2 separate regions of the Mus musculus genome follow, and region 2 is linked to region 1. The links are chromatin contacts, called in public HiChIP or PLAC-seq maps. All regions are on one chromosome and are shown on one strand. Each heading gives the region's core, a stretch centred on a gene start, on an enhancer-like site or on the middle of the called end of the contact. The rest is flanking DNA. Distances are from core to core; before and after follow the strand shown.

Evidence for each region. HiChIP or PLAC-seq counts read pairs in DNA pulled down with a chosen protein or histone mark.
Region 2: an H3K4me3 HiChIP or PLAC-seq map of neural tube shows a contact between it and region 1, with 2.6 times the contacts expected there. The contact joins the promoter of Spsb4 here to the enhancer-like site in region 1. A contact is called at or near these places in 1 of 39 promoter capture datasets (neural stem cells), 24 of 484 Hi-C or Micro-C datasets (the AtT-20 cell line, the N1E-115 cell line, Sertoli cells and 15 more), 18 of 115 datasets of contacts at active chromatin or transcription factors (astrocytes, craniofacial prominence, differentiating embryonic stem cells and 12 more) and 3 of 9 other capture datasets (adipose tissue, liver and pancreatic islet).

The regions. Positions count from the first base shown.
Region 1 is chr9:96,979,524-96,984,586 of GRCm38.p6, reverse strand. All of the region lies in intron 2 of Spsb4 (splA/ryanodine receptor domain and SOCS box containing 4), which reads left to right. Among named protein-coding and RNA genes, the nearest start is that of Gm16010, 32 kb to the left of the region's middle. Within about 2 kb of position 2,041, at least 43 of the 459 cell types and tissues checked have an H3K27ac peak or open chromatin away from gene starts, as enhancers often do. A contact at or near this core is called in the N1E-115 cell line, craniofacial prominence, liver and 1 more, where this site is marked.
Region 2 is chr9:97,014,862-97,019,994 of GRCm38.p6, reverse strand. Spsb4 (splA/ryanodine receptor domain and SOCS box containing 4) reads left to right here and starts at 1,640. Exons shown (of 3, transcript NM_145134.3): 1 at 1,640-1,801. Gm16010 (a long non-coding RNA gene) reads right to left here. Exons shown (of 3, transcript XR_871043.3): 1 at 3,654-5,133; 2 at 2,229-3,368; 3 at 1-2,002.

The DNA.
Region 1 (5,063 bases), core at 792-3,291:
GAGACTCAGGGTCAGCATTGCCTGTCCGGCTCCTACCAGTCCACTGTTGGAAGAAAAGGTATTCCAAACTTTATTTGAAAGCAGGGCCACCCTTCTCTCTTCTGCCGGCACTTGCCTCCTGATTCTACAGAATGGCTTGTGGTAAAGCTGTTGAAGAGGCACCTTGGTCAAAGTCCTTATTATTTTCTCTTCTACCCACAAGTTGGATGAGAAATCAGTGGCTGAGAGACCTGTCAGGGTTATAGTGAGCCACAGAGTGGAGCTGGAACTCTGCTGATTGGTCTTTCATCTCGCTTCTGCTCCGAGCCAGATTCAGGGTTCACTTTGGTTTGAACAGAGTTCATTAGGTTTGCTCGGAACCATCTAGGAGGTCCGGCCCACAGACGCCTCTGTGCAGTGAGGATCCCCAGGATGAGCCTCGGCCAGCTGATCCCTGGCTAGGTGTTTGCATTTCAGTTCCTCCCGTCTGGAGCAGCGGGCAGGTGATGCAGGGCATATGCCAACTAGGTCTACAGTGCTTCTAATCCTTTCTATCCTTGGAGAGTTCTGGGGGAGGCGGTGCCAGTTCAAGGCTCCATCAGGTATGTTCTACCTATACCTTGTGTCTCCCAAGATGAGAGAGCCCCACGGACAGTCTGAGTCTCTTTCACCTCAGACTCCCCAGAGTGGTATGGTGGATTGAGAGCCTCTATTTCCTGTTTGGCTGACACAGGCAACCCTCCTTGACTGCTGAATACTGAGCCAAAATGGATTGTTCAGATGTGTGAAAGGAAGTTAAAATGCACTCTTGAGTTGAAGTAACTTGACATCCCCTGAGTCTGTGCTAGATGTGAAGAGGAGAAGTGAGAGAGGCCCTGGGGAACCATCCGGGATTGGGATCCAAGAGACTGGACAGCTGGTTTCAGATAGGGCAAATGGTCTCTGTGTGTGTGTTGGTTTCCCCACCCGGGAAAGAAGTTTGGATAAGAAAATCTCAAGGGTCTCTACCATTCTGTTATCTCTGCTGTTGATTGTCTGCACCGTCTGACTTGTTTAATAAATAGTTTTCACGCCCATGCTGTGACAAGGTGGCTACAGGTGACTTCTACAGTGAAATAAAGCAGGTCTTCTGTTCCTGGCCTGGCCTGCCCACATTCAGATGCCCTCTAGCATGCATAGATAGTAGCTACCATTTTAGAGAGTGGAGAACAGGGCTATTCTCACCACTCAGGAATTGAGACTTTCAAGACTCTGGGGACAACTATGGGGGCTCATGGACAGAGCAAGGATATGGTTTTCCTTGGGACTACTAGGCAGTGTGGACTTCAGGTGTACTCGTGAGTTCTTTCAGGCCTTGGGAGCCAGTCAGGGAGGGTGGGAGGGACAGGAAACCTTAGAGAGCATACTATTTGGGGAGGAGGAATGCCAGGAATTCCAAGGTGGCCAGGGCAGTGAGGCCCCAGCTGCAATGTCTGCCACTACCCAGAAGCCAGGCCTTTTGTCAGCACCTCACTCTGTAATTTGCTCAAATCCATAAGCCCACTGAGCCTCTTGGTAGGTGAGATGTGAAGAAGAGGCACGATGGGTGCTGGGGATGAAGTAAAATAAGACTCAAGAGTCCTGCGTACATGGGTAGGCCACCCACACAGCATCATACTTCATTCTGTGATCATACATTCATGCGTATGAGTGCGGGCACACGCGCACATGCAGATACACACTCCTCTGTGACTTTAGGGTGTCTATCCTGACTTCTCAATAGGGCCAAAGAGTATTTGGAGAAGGAGACAGTACATTCCTCCTTTGTCCCCCACAGCCCTGAACACCCAACAGCCTCTCACAGTCCATGCAGTCCCTCTATGACAGATGGCACTGCTGGCTGCCACTCAGGGAGGTGAATATCGCCTTTCTTCTTTCCCTCTGACCCTGTGGCCTTTCAGCCTCAGATTCATGCTTGAGACTTGCTGAACACTTGCCTTGTCTGCGACACATCTGAGCATCTGGCTGGGTCTGGATGTCATTCTCTGAACCCCTGGCTCACCTCAGCTCTGATCCTCCCCCCAACCCTTCCATGTATAAACAAATCCAGGTCAGAGGGCAGAGGCCAGAGCTGGGCCTTGACAGCGTTTCCCCCTGGGATGTCTTGGTGAAAAGCAGTCTGGAATCAGGTTTCACTGTTGCCCTCCCAAGGCTGAGACAGGCCTTGCTGAAGGCAGCCTTTCTTCTTGATTTGTTGAAGTGCTGGGCTACACCTCAACCCTGGTCTGAGTTTATTGCTCAGGTCTAAAGCTGGTTTTCTTGAAGTCCCTGCCATAGACAGGCAAAACAGAGAGGGTTTAACTCTTGCCAGGGAAACTTATGGCATAGGTAAATTAGAGTCACCAGTCAGTCACACAGGCTGTGAGATGTTAGTTCCTATTTGATCAGAACTGACATTTGGGTTCTGGCCTATCTGACCCTACCTTTGGGCCATGAGTCTTCCTCACCCAGTGTCTTCCACAGTATCCGTCCCGGCTTTGGCCTCAGAACGGTAATTGGGGCTTTTCCAGATTTGGCTTTTAAGCTGGGTTTAGCAACCTGTGTGTACGGAGCTGGGCTTGGGACTCTGGACCTTTCTGGACAATGAATTGTTTGGATTATTTTGCATCTCCAGAGTGCTTGAAAGGCACATGATCTCCCGAGGCTGGCTTAGAGGTCCATGAAGACCTCTGCTATTTCCATGCTTCCTACTCTACCATCCCAGAAGCCTTGGGACAGTCCTCATGGTTCCTAGACATGTCCAGCACGGTACATGCTAAAGGCTAGAGCCTTTAGCTCCTCTTGCCCGGAGAAGGCTGTAGCTAGGGGCTGAGGCCATTGCTTAACCTCTTCCTCCAAGAAGACCTGGGAGATGGGTGCGCTGAGTGGTCTGCCTCACCAGAACAACTTCACTAGCTCTTTCTTCCATCGTGAGAGCTTGACCTCCCAGACCTGACCTCCACGCTTGCTGTTTCTCTACTCCCTGCCTGGATGTCACCCCTTTTCTCCATCTGTTCAAAACCATCCTCCCTCGAGGCTCTGAGATGATACCATAATGTTTAAAATTCTCTTTCATGACCCAGTCCATACTGTCTGGCTGCTGGAACACATTTGCAGTTGACAGAAGGGGGCTGACAGTCTCCTTGTGGGACTAGGCTGTAGCCAGTGTCCCTTTCCGACGAGTGCCAGGGCTTAGGGAAGGTCTACAGCTGGGTAGGAAGTCTGGGCCAGGCATACAGCTCTGCTATCGTAAGCTGTAGAACTCAGCCACAGGATATCATCTGTCAAGTATAATAATTATGGCGGGGAAGCTGAGCCGTTCTGAGGCAAAGACCAAGTGTCACCACCTAGAACCCATGTAGCTTGCTTCTCCCCCATGGGAACACCAGTACCCACCCAGGTAGACAGCAGACACATAGTCAATGCCTCTCTGCGTTTTCAATCCCACGCTTTCTTTTACGACGTTCTGTATTGAGAACATCTAAAAGCTGGGCTCAGATGCAGGTGGTTGTTCAGCCCCAAGCTTATGCCTCCCACCCCACCCCCATAGCCCCTTCTCTCCCCCTCCCCCTCCCCTTTACAGGCTCTCTCCACATGCCCCTCATGCCGCCTAGGTGGCTGCCCCAGCCTATAAATCAAAACAGTCCCTGGAGACCTTTGACCTACCCCAGATGGCAATCCTTTAAGCTGTGTTCAGCAGCCCCCAGTGCTCGCCATCATCCCTGCCCCCTCCTTGCCCTGGGCTTGGGGCTTTTGCAGGCAGCTGCCCTGTCAATCACTGATTGTAGCTGGGGGCTGTGACCACTCTTAGGTTCTCCAAGGCATTGTGGCTATGCTTCATTAAGTCACACAAAGATCTCCTGAGGGTCTGCAATGTGTGCTTTCGAGGCCATAGTTAGCAGCCTGGCTCATTGCCCAAATGGGCACAGCCCATGTTCAGGCCACCCTCCTCTTTCTGGAAGCCCTCCTTGGCCACACACTCTCCTGGTCCCTTTGTGTGTCTTCATTTAGGCTTCATTCTTTCTATAAACATTTACTTTCTACTTTCTGCCAGGGTTCAGGAGAGGGCAGGGCAGTGTGCTTGTTACTAGGACTCCCATAGAAAGCTCTACATTGGATAACCATAGGAACGGGGCTGGGGTACCTGAAGACCCAGAGCATATGGGAACTCTGAAGATGTACCACAGCTTTTGTCTCCAGGGCAGCTTTCCCCAGACTGGCTGGATCTTGTTTTGTTTTGTGACAGGATCGAAACTTATATCCCAGGCTGTCCAGGCTACTGTAGAACTCTGAGCAGTCCTCTTACCTCACCCCCCACCCCCACCCCCAGTGTGGGCATAACAGGGCTGACTACTTAACTGCAGGAGCTGGCCTGGGTGGACAAGCTGGTATTTGCTAAGGAGATGCGGCATTCTGACAGCGGGAACAGCTCAGGGGGTGAGGGTAGGGGTGGCGCAGGCACAGGGGAGGCAGCCTGGTGGGGTTCAGGATCAGCTAGTCAGGAAACATGTCCTACGGTGGGAGTTTTGAAGGGTGCCGGTGGTTACTGAGTCTGGTTGCTGGTGATCCAAACCACTAATACCTAGGTTTAAACAAAAACGGGATGTTTGCATTTCTTTCACGTAAGAGAAGTCTGGAGGCAAGGCAGTCTCTAGCACCTGCTTAGACTGACTGGGGCGATGGTTCTGGCCGTGTCGGTGGCTGGTGTGGGACAGGACACTTTTGTACTTACAACCCTGAATGATGGGTTTTTCTTTAGAAGCAAAAGTTTGGTTCTGCCCAGTGAGCAGGAAAATGGAAGTGACCCCAGAGCTGAGATTTAAAGCTGTGCTGTCTGCTGACAAAGAGCCAGAGCTACAGCAGAGGGTGGGGCCGGGTGCTGAATCTGCTTTCTGCTGGGCGGCGGGAGTGGCCAGTGGTGCCCCACCTCGCAGGCCCTCTGGACCCAGAACCCTCCCGGAGGCCTCTCTTGGAAATGGATGAAGGTCAGGGGGCTTTCACACTGATACGACCTGTTATTAGCACTGGCTTCCAGGAAAGCTGTCACCCGGTCATTAGGGGACACA
Region 2 (5,133 bases), core at 391-2,890, 36 kb before region 1:
AGTGCTATTCATCCATCTATCCATCCTGCCACTGGATTATCTTTCTGGACAGCAAATCTGTGAAGGTCAAGAGGCCTGCCAAACTGATCTTGGGGAAAAGCCAAGCCCTTTGGATGCTCTCCAAGACCCTAAGTACCTACTCTCGTTTCATCTTACCTCCTGTTTTGGCTCCAGTCATACCACAGGCTGTTACAGGTACCTACCATGAGACTATGATGTCTCTGCATCTAGCAGCTCATTCATGCAGACACTTCCACAAGGAAACATTCTCAAATTGCCCTCCCCAGTCTGGGAGAGGTACCCTGGAGCCTTGGTCAACACATTTCCCTCACAGGGCTGAATTACAGGTGCTTATCTTCTGTGTACATGGGGGGAAAAAAAAGGACACTTTCTGAGGGGTGAGGTCAGTTAAGACTATGGAATGGACCTAATGTCAACTCTGGCATGGAAAGCAGGATGCCCTGGCCTGGAAGGAAGCCAACTTGGAGGTACAGAGCATCCCTCGCTCTGGCCACGCCCTCTTATCTCTGCGCTCTGGTTACCGAGGGAGCCGCCATCCTTCAGCGCTCTCGGTAGCCCTCTGATCGATGATCCTTCTCTCGGGCCTCAGGTGGTCAGGGGAAAAGCACCATGGAGCAGGTGCTGCGTGAAATTGGATTCTGAAAGATGAGTTGGAGTCTGGCCTCAGAAATAAAGTGTGGACATGTGTGTGCCTAAGGCAAGGGGGTATATTAAAGCATTCTCTTTCCCAGTCGTTGTTTCCCGCAGGCCTTCAATACAGGCTCCAAAGCTATCTGGCGACCGTGATGTCTCCTCTCTTCATCCCCGCCCCTAGGGACACCCACCGTGGCTCTCTAGGCACGCTTGAATGAATGGGGGAGGACCCATGCGCATGAATGAGCGCGTGTGTGAGCGAGTGTCTAGGCTAGCCAGTCCGCAGATGAGTGAATGGCGTCCGCGCCACTTCGGCCCAGGGGCGCGGGCGAGGGTTCCACTTCCCTTTCCCGCCAGCTGGTGGCCTCCAGAAGGTGGCAGAGCCGGCAGCGGCCCGAGCTGGGACGGCCGGGGCGCGGGATGGTGGGGGAAGGGGCGTTCCCGGCGGCCGCGCCTTCCGCGGCTATTGGATTAGTGGCCTTCAGGGATGAGCTCAGCCGGATCGGCTTTCAGCTGCAGCCTCCGGGCCGGCCGGGAAGGCGGGGAGCGAGCGGCCGTGGAGGAGGAGGGGGAGGCGGCGGCTGCAGCATCCAGAGCTGGCCCTGGCGGTCGGCGCGCCCGGCGCACAAAGGCGCTCAGCCCCTGGGGAAGGCAATGAGCGCACAGCTGCCCGGGCCCTGGCCACCACTGCAGCCCTCGCGGCGTGTGCTCAGTGCTCTAGGGAAGAAACCCGGTGCTCCGGGGACGGGCGGCCGAGGTGCGGCCCGTGTGCCCTGAGCGCGGGACTCGTCGCTCTCCAGGTCAGGCGCCAAGCTTTAGGGCCATCAGGGCAAGGGCTTCCGCATCTCGCTGAGATCAGCGCAGTGGGGCACTTCACTACTCGGGACCGGACCTCGGCGGCCTCTCCCGAGCGTCAACTTCTCCAAGAACGTCCCTAACTCCAGGGCACCCTGCGGAGCGAGAGGGCGCTGCCGCCGGATACAAGTCGAGAGGACGCGCCGCTGGTTGAGAAGCAGCAGCCAGCATCCGCGGGGTCGCTCGGGCGCCCCTGCGTGGGCGGCAGTGGCAGCAGACCTCTCTCCCGGGAGTCCCGGACCTGCCAGCGCTGGGGATTCCTCCCAGGCAGGCGCTCGCCCTCTCTTTTATGGTAAGTGTTCTCCAGCTCCTGCTAAGGGGTGATCGTCCGCCAGTACCGGTCACACTCGGTGCTCTTGGGGGACTCTCTGGTTCCGGTCCGTGGGAATGTCTCTGTGAATTATGGCATTCCGAACTGGTTGGTTTGCGCCCAGCCTCGGGCGTTGCGTTGAGGTCAGCCTCTGGTACTGTAGGTTTGAAACCGCTGCTCTCCCTGTAGTGGAGACAACACACACAAATTGAACCCAGACTCAACCGACTATGTTCCGGTCGTATATCCGTCACTCTCTGGGGTGACCTTGGGCCAGGTGCCACAACCACGGTTTCCTCATCCATAAGATGGGGGTGATAGTGTGCCCTTTTTTACTAGAGTGTTGGAGGAACTGCTGGGGTGGTGCGGAGACCCGCGTCTGGCATTCAGAAAGCACTTAGATACTAACTAGCGTTATTAGCCTTGTGAGTCCAAGCACATCATCCAATTTCGCAGAGCTGCCTCATCTGAGTGGCGAGGACTAATTTCTGGGGGTCTGCTCGTCTGTGGCTTTTGGAGCTGTGGGAGTAAAGCGTCTAGCACTCAGCAGCCGCTGGTGGTGATTGTTCGTCTCCGACGCTGGGGCAGGGAAGACTGATTGCCGGGTCCGGGAGTCGCTCGCGCACGGTTCCCAGCCTGGCTGCGAGACAAACTTGGAGAGAATAGGTGGCTCCGGATTCTGCTCTGGGAAGCAGGGAGGAGGAAGCCAAAGCCCGGAGTGCGGCAAATAAGTCCAGGAAAAACAAGGGACCCCAAACTCCCGGCTAGAAAGGCCCAGGAAGTGTGATTCCCACCGCCCCGTGGCCAAGCGAGAGCTGCTGAGTCAAGAAGAGAGAAGAGAGCACGTTTGTGTGGCTCTATCTAGAACTTTCAGTCCTGCAGTCCCGGGCTTGGATTTGAATTCGGCTTTCAGCTCCATCCCGCGGTGTGACCTTGAGCGATTCTTCTAAGGTCCGCTGCTCTGTGCTTCCCCTCGCCCTCCTCCCCTCCCCCTTTCTTCCCCTTCTCCTGGTTCCTCTCCCTCCCTACTCCAGGAATTGGTGTGAACATCTCTTATCCTTCCATTCATCTGCCCCTAACAGTTGTTGAGCCTATCTAGATTTAGAAGAGATAAGGGGAAAGTTCACTTCCCACTGTGCCCTGTGGAAAGCGACTAACCCCTGAGGCTTCCTGTCTGTTTCCTCACTTTGGCACCTCTGTCTTTCAACTAAAGCCTGCAGTTTCTATTGCTCAGGGTGATGGAGGATCTTTCAACCTCGCTGCTCCACTCGCTCTCCCAATTGGTTTTGGGCTGCCCGATAAACCCTCTATGCAGAACAACAAAATGTCAAAAGTGTGGTATAGACATCCTTTACAGACGGCCACAGTTTTTGAGACACACACCCTGAATCCATGTTTCAGATTTCCACAGCAAGGACGGTAAAAAGAATTTAAGCCACTTCTGGCAAGCTGCGAACAAAATTAGATTCACCAGCTATGCCATGCAAATATCTCTTCAGTTTTCATTTCTCTTCGACTTTAAGGATATTCAGTGACATAGAAATAAAATCTGCAAGGAAAAACCAGAAGAAGTCAAAAGTCACGGCAGAGCTGGGAAAGAAATGCTACTTACTGCAGTGGCTTCGTAGCTTCCAATTGGGAACCGATTTGGGGTGTCTGTGTGCTGGGAGTGGAACCTAGGGCTCTGTGCATACAAGATAAGCACTCCACCCCTAAGCTCTAGCCTCAGCTTAAAATGTATAAAGAATCAAGACAAGGAAGAGCCCCAAAGGACAAAGACTACAGACAATTTACCCAGAGAGAGTGAAACAGAAATAACACATATGCGCCTTACCTCAATAAGAAAAACGTGTGCTAAAGCCAGAAGATTCAGTTTTTCAGATATCAGATTGGCAAATAGTAATGGCCATTCACTAGCAAGAAGGATTTATCCTCAAAAATGTAAATAGTCCAAATTCCTTTCTAAAGCTAGAACTTCCTCGAGACTACTAGGAGTGAAGACTGGGCCTGCCCTCTAGGCCTGGCTTTCACTGACCCCACCTTCTTTTCTGTCACTTCCCCCTTCCCCACCCCTGAAACCCTGGCCTAAGATCTTGGTTTTGCTCCAACACTCCAGGGCTTATTCCTTTCCTGACTTCCATTCCTACCCCAAGTTGGTCACAGGATCGGAACCTTGTCATGGAAGCATGTCCCAGGATGTGGCTAAGGCTCAGGCCTGAGGCAAGGTCTTTGCCCTTTGAGAGAAAGACCCAGTCAACACCCCCATGCTCCAGTTAATTTTTTTCTAAGCCGGCTGGCTCAGCTGGCTCGCCGCCACACATCGGTGCTCCTGAAAGGGCCCTCCTCTGTTGGCACGGTAACAAAAGATCTCCAGGAGCTCCCTAGATAGAACAAGAAACTGGATGTGGAAAATCAGGAGGTTAGAGGGACCTAGCTAGGTCCATTAGAAGTCTTTCCTGGTAATCATTTTTTTTTTTTTCAAAAAAAAAAAAGTACTTAATGTCTGCACTTAACTTGTGTGAACATGATCACTCATACTTGGCAAAAAGATCAATAATAAAAAATTAAGAATCTAGCAGCACATTTGAATAAAACATGGTCCCTCCATGTGGGGGGCTGCCTTTCTTTCCTGCTGCTGCTCAGAAACAGGCATCGGTTCTGAAGTTGCAGAAAGCATCAGTTAGGCCTATCCTTTGGGAAAGACCCCAGCTGAGCTGTCATAAACTTTGTGGAGTGTTGATTGCATGGGAATCTTGCTTTGCACATTGAATTTGGAACTTAATCCACGTTTCAAATGTATACTTCAATTGTGAAAAAACAAAACAAAAACAAAAACCTTGATGGTAAAAACACAAATTATTCAGTCCAACAACCTTTTTTTTTTGGAGATGGCTCTCACCTTGCAGCCCATGCAGGACTAGACCTCACAGGGTAGCTCAGACTGGCCCCAAACTCTTAATCTTCCAGACCCTCCTCCCAAGTGTTAGGACTGCAGTACCTGGCTCTGGCAAGTATGTTGCTGCAGACAGGTAGTGTGTCCAGGACTGATTTAAAAGACGGGTGGCAATTAGTGGGGCATTGGCTTCTAGGAATAGCACGTGATGCAGGAGGCGTCAGTGGGACTAAAACTTTTAGAATGACATCGTGGGGCAGAAAGATGGAGGGAGGATGCCGAGGTGGGCACACAAGAGTGAGAGATGTAGGCAGTGAAAGTGAACAGGTCCCAGACAGAAGCTTGGGGTAGAAGAAGGTGAGCTGACTTGAGAGTCTGGTGTCACTGGTTGGAGAAAGACTACAAGAAGAGGTTGACTGTG